Linked DNA regions of Rattus norvegicus: all the other regions are linked to region 3. Evidence: chromatin contacts called from public Hi-C data. All regions are on one chromosome and are shown on one strand. The core of a region is the stretch at or near the end of the contact, and the rest is flanking DNA. Distances in the headings are between cores, read along the strand shown.

Region 1 (3,771 bases), core at 992-3,491, 140 kb after region 3:
GTGAATGTATCCTCATAGGCAAGCACCACACACACACACAGTGTGAGAGAACACTACTTAGAACAGCCTAGACTGATGGTGAGTGGAGGGCAGAGCAACCCTGCAGAAGAAAGTTTAAGTCTGCAAAGGCTACTGCCCATTCCCTGACAGAGATTTCCAAGAAGTCCCAGGCTGAATCAAATCTGCAAGTATTCATGTAATTACCAGTCAATCTTCAAGTCCCTTGGGATTGGGAAGAAGTGTTTATCCCCTTTGCCTTCAGATACTTCTACCACTTCTCCAAAACACTCTGAGCAGAATATTTGTTCTTGGAAAAAATAAACAGCTATGCCAAAGGAAAAGAATAAAACAGGAAGAACCACAGCCATCCATTTTAAAACTTCAGTTTTAAAAATACCTCATGGGGACTGACCTCATGACTTCCCTGAAGGCCCACTTCTCAAACTCTGGAAAGTATTGAATGCCTCAAGGTGTAGGTCAAGTTTAATACTTAAGTCAGTGAGAAGGGTATAGACCTGGTCTTTCACTCTTGAAACAGAACGCTGTATTTAGCCTTAGAATAAAGTCCATGACTCCTCATGCCTTCTGGATGCTTTATGATAAAACATGCCAGGATGTATGGCATACTTGAAAATTGCTACAAGAGTTTTCACTACCACAACCATTAAAAAGTGGGGTGTAGGGTAATGCATTTGCTAATTAGTGCAATTTAGCGCGCGCGCGTGCGTTTGTGTGTGTGTGTGTGTGAGAGAGAGAGAGAGAGAGACAGAGACAGAGACAGAGAGGGGGAGAGAGAGAGCGAGAAAGAGAGAGTGATTGTGTATCATAGAGACAATATTTATTTGTTCATTTAAAAAAGTTGTAAGCAAATGTCTTTTCATTTAATGCTGTTAGAGTTGAGACTATAGATCAATTGATATGGGGCTCCCTTTCAAGCCTAAGGACCTGAAGTCAACTCCTAGAATACACACACACACACACACACACACACACACACACACACACACACACACACACACAGCATAGTAGCAACAAGCTTATAGCTGGGGTCCCCGGGACTCACTAGCCAACAATCTGGCCTACTTGTGTAGTCCTGTTTCAAAGGATCTAAGTGATATTTCTGACACGACACCTTAGATTATCTTCTGGCATCTGCATGAGCATGCCCCTGCACACTTAATGTGAATCTGCACACACAGGTAAACATGCACAAAACATACATAAAATGAAAACAAAGCAATCTTACGGTAATGTTGTTTGAATTAGATATTGTGGTAGACCAAGAATCAGTCAAATGTGATTGGTCCTGGCAGGAACTAAAGTAAGAATTTTCTGTGGGGAATGTGTAAAGATGTGAGCTTGTAACATTATTGCATGCTACCTTTGTTTTCTTACTTTGGTATGATGCTACTCTTATTTTTCAGGAGGCACCACTGTCCTGGCCACAGAGAAGCCAACCATTATAGACAGCACCATCCAATCAGGTATGAAAACCTAAAGTGTCTATATTCCATACACCCCTTCCAATCCCACTCCCAAAATAGCATCACACTGAGGTTTCTGGCTTCCATTGCTCTAAAGGCCTAGGAGAACAGCAAGGCTATAAAAGCCACATGCTTTTGGTCCCCGGTAAGCCCCAGTGAACAAGGTTCCCTTCCTCATCAGTCACTGCTGAATGACAAGTCCCAGCTACCCCCCTCCCCCAGGGAATTGAGAGACATACTTTGTTTAATTGCAGCACAGCTCTGATGTGGCCTGTGTTTGCAAACTAGAAGAAGGAAATCTCACAAGCCACAGCCTAACTATTTATTTTCATCACCATTCTGCAGAATCAAGAAGCGCAAAGTTTGTCTGTTGTGCCTGCCACAGAGTTGGCAGTTTTACAACAGCACTTACAGAGGGTGTGCCACAAGACTGGCTCAGGAAACCAAGGTTTACACTGTGCCTGGGCAGAGAAACACCCTGGGAGCATCCCCCTTATCCTCTCGCTCAGAGGAAAACCCAAGGACTCTGTACGCCCAGTGGTGCGGGTTATCAAAGGCTGCCCTCCTTTGTTTTCTGTTCGTATTCTGTGACATTCTTCCCTACAGACTCACATGAAGGGAAGCAGTTGTATAAGCAACCAGAGGGATTTTTTTTAAATACTTTGGAGTTAATCATTAGTGGAAGGTGAGAGGGTCAGCTTCCCAGATACTTTCATTTCCTTTATTGAAGTTCACTCAGCCTTGGCCTCTGCAGTCATTTATTAATGGACCGTGTGGTGTGTGTGTGTCAGTGTTTCCTCCACACTGACTGCCTCACAGAGGACTAGAAAGGACTTCCCTAATTAGCATGCTTCCTTAAAGGCCACCGTCACCATTGACCCGATTAAACTGCAAAGCAAACTTCTGCAGAACTTTCTCCCAGTTTTCAGGAGTTCAGCTGACAAAATGCTTGTTCCCACATAGCCCCAAACCCCTCAGTCACCTCAATCCACCAAGTGCTGTGTTCCTGCTCAGACCTGTTGTAATTTGACTTTGGGGCTCTAGCCTAAGATGTTGCTAGGCTCTGAACCCAGGCCCTAGCAGCCACAATAAGCTAGGTTTGGCCACCTATCCTCAACAGGTCATTCAAACAAACAAGTAATAGTGACAAGCAGAGAAAGACGATTTATTCACATTGGGAAGAGGTCCAGTGACCTGACCCTCAACTCCATCTCAGAGATTCAGACGTGGGTTGTGTGTTTAAATGGAGGGCAAGAGGCATGCCGTCAGCCTGTGTGAAGTCTTCCCAGAGACCAAGTTCTCCCTCTGGCTGGCCCAGCCTGCAGCCTTCCTCCTCCCAGAATGAGATTCACAAGGAAATTCCAATGTTGCTTTAATAGTCTGATGACAAAGGAAAAGGCACAGTGTCTGTTCGCAAATATTTTACTCTTACCTGTCTGTTACCAGGATGAAAGCCCTGGTCTACATGTCCCAAGTAGGGTTTCTCTGTAGGGTTGAGGCTGTGGAACTATGGCTCTCAATACACTGTCTTTGGCCCTCTATCAGGAAGAGGACGAGTGAATATATGAGGTTGTGATGGCGCCCTATGCACTTTAGCTGCTCATCTAGTTTCCTCTCTTGCTAGAAAGGATTAGAAGCACCCTGAAATAGTGAGCTCACCTGCTTCATCCACCTCTCTTCTCCCCTATTAAACGAGATAGCGCTCTTCAAAAAGAGTGTAAATGAAGGCATTGGCGACCACACCGGTAGAGGTTTCGATAACACGTTTGACAGGACCTCTAGGTCACGCTTGTGAAGGTCTTATAAACAAGGGGCTGTCAGCCCAATCTCAGGGTCTGCCGAAGTCAGAGGGCAGGTGTACACAGAGCATGAATCAGTAAGATTTGTTGCTACCACCATCTAGACAAGACTGGTTCAAACAGCCTGCCTGGTCATAGAGATAGACAATGTCTATATGGTTTCCTGTTTATTCCATTGTCTGAGTTATAAATCTGGTCCTCACCTCCTCACTGGAGGGTCATGCACTGTGTGACCTTTAAAAGCTATATGTTCGCTGTAACCTTCTGGTTAGGTCACTGCATGGGCCTCACAGGGAGGTAATGTGCTTCCAGACAGGTCTAGCTCAAGGTGAGGCCTCCCACACTTCACAGGTGGCCACAGACAGACCCTACTCCTTCATCAAGATTCTGTTTTCATGAGCAGTTGCAAACGAAGCAGAATCTTAAGATTCTGTTTTAAGGGCCGAGTGGGTATCTCAGTGAGTATATGTAAGCACTTACCCCTGCTG
Region 2 (3,813 bases), core at 391-2,890, 130 kb before region 3:
TAGAGGCAGAAATCAAGTCCCAGGAAATTAAACTCATTTGCCAAGGACTGTTTAGTTGCAGAGATGTCTTTATCTTTATCTGAAATTAATCTTTCTGTTTATTTTTGCTTTCATAGAGACACAATAAAATTCACATAATAATGATATCATTTTGTCTGTTTTCCAAGCAAGCTTATGTACAAAAAAATCACAACTAACTTTTGGGAATTAAAAACATTAATAATAATGAAACTATTTTCCTATAAAACTGGGAGTATAGTTATTTCCAAAGTCCTATTAGGAAAATTATTAGTGCTTCTTTCTCTCACTAGAATTCCCCAAACAAATTTCTTTGATATTTTACTCATTATTTTTATAATTAGGCATAAAGTGATTCAGACTTTATCCATAATTTAGCAGATCCTTGTGGTTATTTCCAAATAAGATTAGTATTTCTGCACATTACAGATAAGCAGTCAGCCACATGTGACATAAAACCCTTCTTCAAATAATTAGGTTTACAACGTGACATGAGCAATTCCTCACTATTAGAAGAAGATAAAATTCATAAGAAACAGAAAAGCCTGCTGTCAGTGAACTGAAGTTAAAGGAGGGTACAAGTAATATTGAGGTGTTCCCATCAGGAAGCAGATATCCCTCAGACACATAATTTTAACCTGTTAGCCGAGAGTGTCCAGCATCTAATACTCAAAATTTTTTTTTTAAAAAAAGCCCATACTGTTAGACTCTGACTCTAAGATGTTATCTTTTTATGAGTGTTCTTATGAGCATGGGTCACCTTTCCACTGAAGCACAGAGAGGCACCTTCTCACCCTGTCAGGAACTTCAGACAGTGATCGGAGGTTCTTACTGTTCCCCAGGAAGTTGTATTGTTACTAGCTACATGGGGAATGACCACATACTAAGATAAAGCAGAATTCTTTAAGTTCCAAACACTTGACCTTAACATTTTGTTGATGAAGAACCACTATTGGGTCTCCAAGAGCACTCAAGTGGGTATTTGTTCAGAGAAGTTTAAAAGCAAAAGTGCCAGGAAACAGGAATCTAAAAACAGAATTGGAACTCTGAGGTGACAGAAGAGGGTGAGCCTTGTAATTCAGTATGCCAGGTCAGTGCTTGCAGAGTGATTGCATCCAGAGTCAAGGTCATCTTTCTGAAGACCATCAGAGGGGAAATGTGGGTTAAAATGGTGCATTTGCCCTGTTTGGGCTATTACCAAATTTCCAAATGAATGGAAACCTGACCTAGGACTTCTACTTCCTGACCTACAGAGACGCTGGAGTATTGGATATATTGAACATTTGTGGTAAACGCTTGTTAATGGAACGGTCCTTACACTGGAGTCTCTATGTCTAAGCTTCCCTCTTCCTTCTCTGGGCTTTCTAATCTGTATTCTTCAGACTTAGCATTCATCTGATGTACTTTCAGACCATTCTGCTATTTCAGATACTACCTTAGCAAAATTTCTAAGTGCTAAAGACTCTTAAAAAACACACTTAGAAGGGAGATTAAGTAAGAATTCTAAGTATGCTGCCAGCCCTGGGACACTTGCCTAGTGACCTAATTTCATGGGAATTTGCCAGGCCTGTTCTGTGGAAGGATTCCAGGCCTATCCCTTCAGCCCCATGGCTTATTCAGCTGACAGTGCACACATCCAGGCTGTTCACATTGTTTTGACCTTCAGAGATTGTCTTTAATGGTGCTCTAGTCACTACATAAATCTTAGGAAATGAAGGGACAGTCATGTGCATGGCTTAAAAAATTTATACAATTCCAAGCTCTTACGTGAAACAGTGTGTGTGTGTGTGTGTGTGAGAGAGAGAGAGAGAGAGAGAGAGAGAGAGTGTGTGTGTGTGTGTGTGTATGTGTGTGTGTGTAGGTACACGTGTGTGCATGTACATTTGTTTGCATACACGTGGCAGCCTGAGACCATCTTTAGATATGGTTCCTTTGGTGCTGTCAATCTAGGTCTGGAACACTCCCAAGTAGTCTAGGCTGCCTGGCCATTAGGCCATAGGGATCTACCTGTCTCTGCTCCTCAGCACCAGGATTTCAAGCACATGTGTTTCTACACCCAGCATTTCAACATGGCTTCTGGAGATCATATTCAGGTCCTATGCTTGTAAGACAAACTCATTACTGACAGTCATCTTCCCAGCCCTAGGAATGGTACATTTTACAGTGAAATTCGACACACGCCCTTTCTCATTATTCTAGACTATGGTCACAACATGCTGAATAATTTCAGAAGCTTCTGTGAATTAATTATCTGTTATCAAGATTTGTTCTGTGTAAGACAAATTTCTTGTTGCCCACATGCTTCTTTGTGTAATTCTTTTTCTCTCTCAGCTCTTTCTGAAGCCAGATCTGAAGTTATTTTAGACACCACTGCCAATTGGACATGGTTTTATATTGATCCAACATTCTCTTCAGAAAACTACCACAAAAGCATTGTGTGTTGGTCATTCAGAACTGCACTTTTAATTTTCTTTTATCCACAGGCTTATGACCTTTCCAGAACAGTTATACCTGGTTCTCTTCCCCCATCTGGAAATGTTACAATGGCCTCTGGTCAAAAACCATGAACTCAAGTCTTTATAACCCTATACACTCTGCTCAGGGCACTAATGAAAAGAAAGAAACCTATGTTATTATCCCACATGGGTTTGTTTCTATTTCAGCCAGGGTTGGGAGAACTGGAGAGATACTCAATTGGTAAAGTGCCTGGTATGCCAGCATAATTACCTAATTTAGATCCCTAGCACCTACTAAAATCCAGGCATAATGGTGTGCACCTATAAGTATAGTGGTGGGGGTAGGGTGAGGGTGGGGCAGATCTCTAGATCTTTCAGATAAGCCAGATTAGGCAAACGGTTGCTCAAAAAAAAAAAAAAAAGAAAAAATGAAAGCAATAGAAACAGATATCTAATATCAACTTCTGACATCCATGAAATGTAAACACATATATCTCTACATACATGTACACACACAAATATGTACTCATGCGTATATTACATGCAAATACATATACAGAAATATTAAGATAAAAGGCTTTTTGAACTTTCATGCATTTATATATGTGGGATAAGGGGACAGTAAGACCAGAGATAGATCTTGAGTGTCTTACTCAATTGCTGTCCACCATATGTTTTTAGATAAGGTATCTCACTGGGCTTACCCCTGGGATCTGCAGGTTTCCACCTCCCCAGCACTGGGATTATAGAGAGTTATTGTCAGGCTTAGGTTTTTTTATGTGGGTTCTGGGGAATCAAAGTCCAGGCCCCATGCTTTACAGACTGAGTTTCCCCCAGCCCATGAACATTTATATATCACTTATTATGTAATGTGGCACAATAATTCTAAAATATCCCATACTTACTTGAAACAAGTTAGTTTATGTTATCCAGAAGCTACCTCATTTTGTTTTACAAAATAAAGTAGAAGCATGTTGTTATTGTACCAAAAGTAGATGTAGCGAATTTTCTGACAAAGCCCTTTAGGTAATGGTTCAAGGAAGTTTATTCCAGATAGATAGATAGATAGATAGATAGATAGATAGATAGATAGATAGATAGATGTAGATATATCAGTGTGCCTTGCACCTTCTCTGTCCCTTCTGTTTTGAAGCAATGCATGTCCAGTGGCTTTTTAAATAATTAGGAATTTTAATCAGGACGTCTGGTTGATGCTGTCAGAGTCCCACAGGCACCACAACAGTTTCAAGGGGAGGGCAATGGCACCGATGACTTTGGAGAATTAAGTTCTGTGCTCATCACAGGTAACCTTCAATTCACTCAAGTCCTGTGAACACCC
Region 3 (3,951 bases), core at 1,407-3,906:
GATCCCAGTATGTTGGCAAATTACTCAGTGTCTCAATCTCAATCCCTGCCCCCAAGAAGTGGTTCATGGAAGGCAGATTAATTGATGGTTACTGTTTCAGTTTTCAAAATCTAACCCCAAAGGCTGTGACTCCACCAGCATGACTCAGAATTTAGCACTGTCCACCTATGTCAGAGAATATTCAGATCACAAAAAAAAAAACAAAAAAACTTTGCTTTGAAACCTTTTCCTGCAAGTTTTAGAAAACATCTATTTCTCTGTTACTTAGAGAAACAGAAACTAGGGCTAGAGAGTTAACTAACTAAGGTTAAGTGAACTTGCTGTTCTTCCAGAGGACCTAGGTTCAGCCCTGAGCATCCACATTGGACAGCTAACAACCATCTGTAATTCCAGCTCCAGGGCATCTGACATCTATGGTCTGTGACCACCTGCACTCACATATACATACCACATGCAGACACATACATACACATGATTAAAAGTAATAAAAACTAACATTAAAAAAGAAAACGAAACTAAAGATTATTTATTCTCTTCTGTCACTACAAATTCTATGCTATAGCTATGGCAGAAGCCCAAGAGACAACTGTTGCATGACTGCCGTTTCATAAACGTGTCATTGTAAGGGAATTGTCTCTTTTAAAAACTTTTAAATTGGGCTGGAGAGATGGCTCAGTGGTTAAGAGCACCGACTGCTCTTCCAGAGGTCCTGAGTTCAATTCCCAACAACCACGTGATGGCTTACAACCATCTGTAATGAGATCTGATGCCCTCTTCTGGTGTGTCTGAGGACAGCAACAATGTACTTACATATAAATAAATAAATCTTTAAAAAAAACTTAAATTATTTTAATTGTGTGTACATATGGCTGGGTATATGCATGGGAATGGAAGTGCCTGCAGGGTTTAGAAGAGGATATTGGATCCCTGGGAATTGTAGATATAGGTGGTCTTGAGTTACCTAGTATAGGCACTGGGAATTGATCTTGAAAGAGCAGAACCTTCCCTTCACCACAATGCCATTTCTTCTGACCCAAAGGGGTTTTTTTTTGTTTGTTTGTTTTGTTTTGTTTTTATGTTTTTTATTTTGAGAAGATAGTGCCTCAGGTAGCACAGACTGACCTCCAACTCACTCTAACCTCAGAATCCTGATCCTCTTGCCTCCTGTTCCAGAGTGCTGGGATCACGACTCCAGACCACTGCGTGTGGTTGTAAATTGTAGTTTCTTATTCTTTCCACAGTTCTCTCCTTCCATGTCAGATGTTGGTTAGCTCCCAAGAATTCTTTCGATTGTTTTTCTATAGCTGTAGATTGTGTTTTAAAAACAACGCAATGCGTCATCGTCATCTCGAATGCACTTGATTTGGTTTTGAGCTAACTGGGATCCCCGTGTTGTACCCATCCCCATTTGTGCCCTTCAGAAATAGGTGGCTCCAAAGGCCTTCTGGGAGCAATGACTCTCCTCTTATTTCTAACAAATTGATGTGGTTCGGTGAAAGGAGCAGGGTGTTTCCACCCAGCTAGTTCATACTGGCCATGCTCAAACAGGTTGCATCCTCAGCAGTCCCTGAGGTGGTACTGACCACAGACATCCTCTATCCAGCACGGTTAGGGCAGCAGATAGATAAATCACCTGAAGGTGGAAGCAGGCCCTGTCTCCTAGGCAGATCTGTGATATCAAGAGGAGGAATGTGTGCACGAGACCAAAATAAAATCAAACTAGGAATACTGCCAAATTCTTCCTCTGTCTCACACTTGCTCTCCTATAAAGCCAGTCTGTCTCCCTGGGTGGAGAGTTGCAGGTATCTTAAACGGCCTATCTCTTCTTGATGGAATCTTACGGCACAGGAAAAGGCTGTTAACCAGAATGGTTAGCAATATACCAATGGCATGAGCTGACAATTACTAATTAGGGCGGCTGGGTTCCATTTCGCAGCACCCACTGTGGAAAAAAAAGGAATCTAGGGAAGCCTCAGATAAGCCTAGTCCTGGAAAATCAGAGAGAGAGAGTTTTAAGTATGTCTCCCCTAAAGTACACAGAAGGCATGCCTTACCAGTTAGAGAAAAGCTGTCAAGAGAACTTAGGGACTGAGCCAGAAAAACAGGAGTCCTTCACTGGTACCCCAAGCTTCAAAGCCCTTTCTCCCCCTTGTCTCTGGGTTTGAGGAACTGGCTTTCACAGGGAGCACCAGCTGATCACTTAAGTGTCTCACCTGTACCCCTTAGCTCAATCCGACCCAGGGCAGATTGATTAAATAACAGCTTCACCTGGGCGAGCGAGCCGGGCATTGGGATTCCTCTTCCGAAAAAGACAAGGATCTGGATCTCCACAGTTTTGGCCTGATTTCCCTTTTATGTCGACTCGCCAAGTCCTCCGAGACACCGGTCTCTTGGACTCCAGGGCTAAGGTGGCTCCGGGTCACCCTGAGTCTGAGGCTTGCCCAGCACAGTTGGAATTGGCAAGGATGCGCCCGATGCCTGGCGTAGGGAGGTAGGGACACGCGCTCCCTGTGGCAGATTGCCAGCTCCCCTCCACCCCCAGCTTCCCCACCCCGCCACCACTCTTGTTCCTCCCACCTCAGCTTTGCCCTGGGCGCGGCTATCGCCTAGACCTTGCCTGCAGAGGGCCAACGGCCTCGCGACTGCCCCTTCCGCTCGACTCAGGCGTTTGACTCCCAGCCTTCTGGCACGCCCAACCCACCCGGTCTTCCATAAGGGTCAGAGAACCAAAGAGGTAGCTAGTGGCGACTAACGGAGGCGCTCCAGGGCTGGCTCTCTACACAAGGGGGTGGCTTTGCGGTGGGGCAGGGAGGGAGAGGCTGCGTTGGAGGCGGGCTCGGTAACCAGGGCCGAAAAGAAGGCTGGACTCTGGAGCCAGTGGGTCCTGCGCCGGAGCCCAGGCTGGAGATCCGCGCAATGCACAAGCTTCAGTTCAGCGCCCAGTCCAGACACCCAACGCAGATTCCTGGCCTGGGGCACCAGTGTCCCCGGGTGTCCTTTCTCCCTGACTGACCCTAATTTTTCAGCCAAAACCTTTGACCAGAGTCTCCTTGCCAGCAATCCTAAATCTTTGCCAGCCCTTGCACCAGGTAGGAGTTAGTCTCTGTGGTGGTAGTGTGTCTATAAATGCCACCTCCCAGAAGGCGTATGACCTTTTCACCTTATCCACCAGCTCTTTCCGAGGGCATAGAGTCTCTTATACTCGTACTTGATCAGAGGCCTCAACCAGTTTAAGTCCCTGGGTGTCCTTGCTATTCATAAGCCAAACACCACCTGCTGCAGTTCTCGGAATGCCCTGGAGGATGGAACCGGACGACGTGGGGGAGGGGAAGCACTGGGCAGACGCGGGGGACTGGGACGCACCTCTTCTGTGGGTGGCGGGTGAGGCTGGAGGACCAGTAGACACAATTGCCTGTAATCTAAACCTGGCACTACGAGACCCTTGCAAAGATCATCCTGTCACCCTCATGAGGGGTCCTTGCCAGTCTTGTCCTTCCTTCAGGGTGCACAGAAATGGGCCCCTCCACCCTTAGAACCTTGGACCCCTGATTCAGATTCTTGGAGTTCTACGTGGCTGCTCTGTGTCTGTTGGCGGCTGCCCCCTAGCTGAAAGGCGCGCCACCATCCATCCTCCTGGCTCATGTAACCCCAAAGGAGAGGGCACCAAATCTCGGGGAACAATGCAGCCTGCAGCGTCAGGGGTGGAGATGGGGGGTCGGGTACCCAGCCTCGCCTTTATGCACGGCGAGGTGGTCTTGTTCGGCTGCAGCCAGGCTCCGTGCTCCAAGAAGGTCTGCCTATGTTTTACGTGGCAGAGGCACGGTCGCAGTTCTCTAGTAGCGCGTCTCCCAGAACAGCCTTCTTCTTCTGGTCAACAGTCTTACTCGCAGCATTCTGGAGTGCCTGGCTGCTTCCCGCCCCAAACCTCAGGCTGGCACCCAGGAAGTGAAA

The links. Hi-C and Micro-C count contacts between places; a contact is called where the count stands out from the background.
Region 1: a Hi-C map of hepatocytes shows a contact between it and region 3, with 2.5 times the contacts expected there. The contact joins the enhancer-like site here to the promoter of Nrp1 in region 3. A contact is called at or near these places in 12 of 12 Hi-C or Micro-C datasets (the A7r5 cell line, the Rat2 cell line, Schwann cells and 7 more) and 1 of 1 datasets of contacts at active chromatin or transcription factors (oligodendrocytes).
Region 2: a Hi-C map of kidney shows a contact between it and region 3, with 2.9 times the contacts expected there. The contact joins the enhancer-like site here to the promoter of Nrp1 in region 3. A contact is called at or near these places in 4 of 12 Hi-C or Micro-C datasets (the Rat2 cell line, Schwann cells, kidney and 1 more).

Annotation. Positions count from the first base shown.
Region 1 is chr19:73,392,275-73,396,045 of GRCr8, forward strand. Nrp1 (neuropilin 1) reads left to right here. Exons shown (of 18, transcript NM_145098.2): 13 at 1,425-1,484. Among named protein-coding and RNA genes, the nearest start is that of Nrp1, 140 kb to the left of the region's middle. Within about 2 kb of position 2,242, at least 13 of the 93 cell types and tissues checked have an H3K27ac peak or open chromatin away from gene starts, as enhancers often do. A contact at or near this core is called in hepatocytes, kidney and liver, where this site is marked.
Region 2 is chr19:73,124,036-73,127,848 of GRCr8, forward strand. No RefSeq gene overlaps it. Among named protein-coding and RNA genes, the nearest start is that of Nrp1, 130 kb to the right of the region's middle. Within about 2 kb of position 1,641, at least 19 of the 93 cell types and tissues checked have an H3K27ac peak or open chromatin away from gene starts, as enhancers often do. A contact at or near this core is called in kidney, where this site is marked.
Region 3 is chr19:73,253,901-73,257,851 of GRCr8, forward strand. It overlaps Nrp1 (neuropilin 1), which reads left to right and starts at 2,657. Exons shown (of 18, transcript NM_145098.2): 1 at 2,657-2,734.